Linked DNA regions of Gossypium hirsutum: region 1 is linked to region 2. A link is a contact called in public Hi-C data. All regions are on one chromosome and are shown on one strand. Each heading gives the region's core, a stretch centred on a gene start, on an enhancer-like site or on the middle of the called end of the contact. The rest is flanking DNA. Distances are from core to core; before and after follow the strand shown.

Evidence for each region. A called contact is a pair of places that touch in the nucleus more often than the background predicts.
Region 1: a contact with region 2 is called in a Hi-C map of leaf, with 2.2 times the contacts expected there. The contact joins the promoter of LOC107950095 here to the promoter of LOC107950788 in region 2. A contact is called at or near these places in 2 of 34 Hi-C or Micro-C datasets (both in leaf).

What each region holds. Positions count from the first base shown.
Region 1 is chrD03:19,413,544-19,416,243 of Gossypium_hirsutum_v2.1, forward strand. It overlaps LOC107950095 (ATP-dependent Clp protease proteolytic subunit-related protein 4, chloroplastic), which reads right to left and starts at 1,402. Exons shown (of 5, transcript XM_016884839.2): 1 at 1,378-1,402; 2 at 1,208-1,227; 3 at 794-997; 4 at 246-359; 5 at 1-156. The coding sequence starts at 1,402. The coding sequence ends at 85. It overlaps LOC107950789, which reads right to left. Exons shown (of 2, transcript XM_016885747.2): 1 at 2,510-2,700; 2 at 1,298-2,369. The coding sequence ends at 2,305.
Region 2 is chrD03:19,131,416-19,134,115 of Gossypium_hirsutum_v2.1, forward strand. It overlaps LOC107950788 (bidirectional sugar transporter SWEET1), which reads right to left and starts at 1,413. Exons shown (of 6, transcript XM_016885744.2): 1 at 1,233-1,413; 2 at 1,094-1,130; 3 at 472-567. The coding sequence starts at 1,266.

The DNA of each region.
Region 1 (2,700 bases), core at 152-2,651, 280 kb after region 2:
TAAAATCTGTAGCCCCTGAAATAAGAAGAATATAGAAGGCTTGTATGTGAATACAAACTGTCACAGGTACAAGTTCTCTTATGTTCAGATAAGTTGAGCCTTTTTAAGGTCAGAAACAACACCACTGTCTTCACTGCTCCTTTCATTGTACAATACCTGCAAATTATAAAAATTAGAAAAAAGAATATAGCATAGAAATGCAAGAAAATTAGTACAGAACAAATAACCACTTCGAGTATGAGAACCTTATCTATGATGCCATATTCAACTGCTTCACTGGGGCTAAAATATTTTGGGCGCCTTATATCTTCTTCAATCTGCTCAGTTGATTTTCCCATATGTTTGGCATAGAGTTTAACCTTTGAGTGTAATACGTACAAGAAACAAGCAGTTGTGTTTAGCCCAAATTTGGAAGCAAATCCAACAGCAAAATTTGTAAAGTCAGCTTTAATGAGTAAATTTATGGTCAATCTATGCAGCCTATAGTTTAGTCATAACCCAACTTCTCGCCACCTTGAAAAATGTGAAAACAAAATTTAATAATGTTAGAAAAAGGGAGCAAACAAACGCAACATTTTAGTATCTTAATAATGCCAGAAAAAAAAAAGAAATATTTTTTTTACTTACGAAGCTCACATAAAATACATTTTAATAGAAGACAGATTCAGAACGCATTCTAAACATAAGCTTGCATTCCTTGGCATTCATTTAGCATTCAATGCCAACAAGGCAATAGCAACAGAAACTACTGCAGTCTCTAGAACAGGGTCAACTTCCAATAAGAAAATCATACCTTGGTTGTTCCAGTGGAGTTTATGTACAAGTAAATAGGCTTCTGCTCATATTCATATTGAAGGTAAAGAAATTCAGCCAGTATCAACTCTGTAACAGAAGGAACAAGCGACATTCCCAAGTAAACTATCTGATTCTTGTACAAAAACGATGATAAGTCTGGTGGAGGTTGCTCCCATACACTTCCCCTCGAAAACGGAATAACCTATCACAAAATTCCGGGGAAACACAACACGAATGAATTTATTCAATTGCATCCTATTTACTACATGGGTTTATTGCTTCTATAAACTCAAATTAGAAATTGTTGAGGAAATATAAAAGTGCAAACAGTAATAAAAAGAATCATATTTTGTATTAGGTGATTTTGAATTTAGAAGTAGAAAAGAATATAAAAACAATAATAGAGACTAACCTCAATCGCCAACACTCTAGCTTTTCAATTCCACGTCTCTCCTTGAAGAAAACCCAAACTTTACACTAAAATACTTGAATAATTTTTCAATGTCATCAAGCTTTGAAGCTAACCCGCAAAACTAAAGCAAACCTAAATTAAATCTGACCCCCAAAAAATGAAAAACTTACCATAACAAAAAATGCCAAACTTCATAATTCACTAATATGTATACATATAAGCAATTAAAATTCTGTTTAACTGATTAAAAAACAAACATATTATGCTTTAGAAAAGCAAAATAAGTTTATTAATAAAGCAGTGTTGTCAAAACAAAACTACTGAAATTCAATTACAACAAGCACCCTTACAAATCCAAAATTCAGATAAAATTTCAGCATCAAATTCATCTCAGTACACCAACAGACAACATAACAAGACAACTAAATTGCTAAATTAGAACAGCAATTCCTAAGAAGCCCACGTAACAAGCCATTTTTTATGCAGATAACTCTACTTGATGGAGATAGGAATCAAGTTCAAGAAGTTGAAGTCATCTAAGAAGATGCGCATGATTAAAAAAATAAAGCAATTTTTTTCTTACAAAGATTGACAACTCTACTTCCGACTTCGCCAATGCTAAATTTACAACTATAACATTGTGACTATATTTGTTGCCTTGCCAGTTGCCACCCAAAACAGTCAATTATTTTGCAAAAATGTATCAAACAAACTCAAGCCAAAAGACAACATTTCCATCAAAAAAGAAGAAAAAAGAAGAAAAAAGGAATAAGTCATAAGACAGTAAATTTTAATACTCGAAGACGAGAAAAAGGCAAAAATCGAAAACAGCCTATTTAGAAATCAAATGTTTTCCCTTCTCTTTATCTCTTAATTACTTTGTTGTTGTTGTTGTTGTTGTGTGTGTGTGTGTTTTTTTTTTTGGCAATGGTCGGTGTATACAATAGAGGAAATTGAAGAGCGCCGACTGAAATCACACATCAAAATTTTAACTCATTCAGATTCGATTAATTAGAATGTTACAAAAGGACTAAATACTTCACCTTCGTCAATCCCGCGTATGAAGTACTCCACGACAAGAGAGAAGAAATTGAAGTTCAACCAGCAGAGAAAAACCATACAAGGGCGGCACCAACGAGCAGGCACACCGACGAGGACGAAACTGAAGCACCAACAGCGAAGAAGAGACAGCGGGCTGTGATTTGGGGTCTTACTTTTAGACGGATTTTTGTTATTATTATTATTATCAAGTTTTTTTTTCAGAGAACAGAATGAGATGTAAAATGTTAGCAAATAAAAAACCTTTCTTGTATAAGGATGTCAGGCAATGGAGAAGCATCGACACGGATCTTCCCCTCTCGTACTGGTGTCCTACGGAATACGAACTGTCAAAACACTGTTGTCCAAAAATGAACACAGATGATTGGCAGCCGGCGAGCGGATGAAGAAGAAGAAGCAGTCCGTTGATGAGTGATGAAGAAGAAGCAGTTGTG
Region 2 (2,700 bases), core at 163-2,662:
TAAAAAACAAGTTGAACAAGGTTTGGTTGTCCATGCATTTGTTGTTTTAGACATTGTTTTTGTCTCCTTGAGAAATACAAGTGCGAAACAATTTGACGTGATCTAGAAATAGGAGGATCAAAGAAATATATAAAAAGGGAAAGCCCAAAGGTTAATATCCGATAAATTCTTGAAAAGTTAAACATTTGATAAAATCAGGGCAGAGTATAATATGAATAAGCTAAAGAAATTTTGGACCATTATGTCTGGAACCGGACCATCCCATTGAGCTCATGTCAAGCCACGAAAAATAAAGACAAACTATTTTACAAGAGATTGAATGGATTTTAAAAACAAACATTTTAATTTGTGCCAACATAAATTTTTTTATATAATTGAACTTAAAATCAGTGTATATCTTGAACAGTTTATTAAAAGGGTAAAACGGTAATTAGGGTAGTTGAAACTTGAAAATGAAAGAGAAAGGCTCACCAAGCAGAGAGGAGACAGTTGAGCAAGGTCATGACATAGGGTATTCCCGAGAATTGCTCTGTAGACTTACTCCTAATGATCCTCGTAAATGTTATCCTTCAAAATGTTAAAACATAACACAAATTTTCATAATTAATCTTTGAATGGTAGCTCACAATCTTTTTTTTTTCTTTCATAGTTGTTCCTAATTACCGTTTTTGGACAAAAATATTAATAAAGAGGTGAAACCAATACATCATTCCCAAAATGTATAGAGAAGGAAAAAAATTGTAGCCATTTTTGCTGAAAAGGAAAAGAGAAGAAATTTAAGAAAATTACATTAAGAAAAGCCAAAGCTTTCTTCTTTCTTTGGGAAAGAAACAAGAAGATTTTTTCTGTTTCCACCGTATTTATGAAAACCAAAAACTGGGAAATTTTTGTCTTTGTTTATTACATAAGATACAGAGAGAGAAAAAAGAAAGGAAAACTTGTTCTTCCATTGATGAAGAAGAGCCTGTTTGAATGGAGTTTTTATATTTAAAGTTGCAAGAATAAAAAACACAGAAAAGATTAATCTTTTTCCTTATGCTTTGTTCTTTTTCGTTTTCAGAGAAGGTGAGAGCAGTGGCTTTATTTTACATACGTTGGAGCCAAGAAGAGGAACAAAGCAGTGGCATTCCCTATAATAAAAAAAAAACATTAACATAAACCAGAGAATACGGTTTCATAAGAAAGTTTGATGGAAGGCAGTTTTTTAAAAAGAAAAAAGAAAGATAACCCACCAAAGACACCAAAAATGAAATGCAAAACTTCCATTGTGTTATCAAACTTGATCCTAATCCAAATGAAGTCTGGGGTGGGTTGGGGGGTCGGGGGAACAAATGAAGTAGTAGAGGTGTATTTTACAAATGACAAGGAGAAGAGCGGAGCAAACAAGAAGCAAGGGTGTTTATATAGAAAAAGAAAATAATAGGAAGGGATTAAAAAGAAATGTGTTGAAAAATGAGTGCAAAACAGTGAAATATGTGTTTTGTTCTTATCCACTGGATCTTGAGTGGGGTTGTTTTGAAAGTACTATTGGACGGATTATCTCAAGGCGTAAAACGTTAAATATTTAATCCCCCCATCCCATTCCCCTAAATATTGGGATTGCTTTATTTTTTAACCAACATTTCTTCATTTTCTTCTTAGGGTTGGTTAAATTGTTTTTTTCCAAAATAAATCACGCATTTCAAACATTTTCTTTGCAAGTAAGAGTAAGCTCAAGTGCTCAATTTATGTGTAACCAGAGGGAAATCATCTCACGAGGATCGGTATAAATTTTATGAAGAAAATGAAATGGTATTTGGAGGTGGTATTTAATAGGCTTCCGCAGTAAAATTCAGGATCCACATTTTATTTTTTTCATCAACTCCAATTATATAAAAATATCTTAATTCAATTTTATAAATTCAACTTCACGTTAACAGATGCTTGTTAGTTGTCATAAATAATTCGATATATTTTAAATCAAGTTTTATAGATAGAGAAAATAATACTATTCAATCTAGTTCAATTCTAGATTTAGTTGGATGTCTAACTAGTAAATTTGAAAATGCCTAAAAAATTTTAGTTTCACAAAAAAGAAAGAAATTTATTATGCAAGAGAATCATAAGTTCAGTACTAATCGTAAAATTGAAATTTAGTTATTATATTTTTATTTTTATGAATTTAGTTTTTTATCTTTCAAATTTTAAAATTTAGGTCTTAATTGTTAATATTATTAAAATTATTTCGTTATCTTTAAGTTCATTACAACATATATATTTATTACATGACTATTGTGTGAGTAATTTTTTTATTTTAAAATGCCACACAAACATATTTTAATATATTTAACTTAATAATATTAAGCGATTAGATTTAAATTTTAAAATATTAAAATAAAGAATTAAATTTTTGAAAATAAAAAAAATAGAAATTAAATTTCAAAACTATAAAAAAAACACAAAAATCTATGACAAAATTTAATTAAAAAGACGAGACAGAAGTTGCGTGAAAACAACCATAGCTGAAAGCAAGACAGGGGATTAATTAGTGGCGTTAATAAATTAAGTAATCTCCTTAGCATCAAATGCAACAGTGAGTCATTAGTGGATCGGGTGCAAGCAACAGTCAGTCATGACATCTATGTAGGAGTTAAGGACCCACCTTTGCATGCATCATGAATGTTAGATCAAATGGATAACAATATTTTCATCACATCCAAT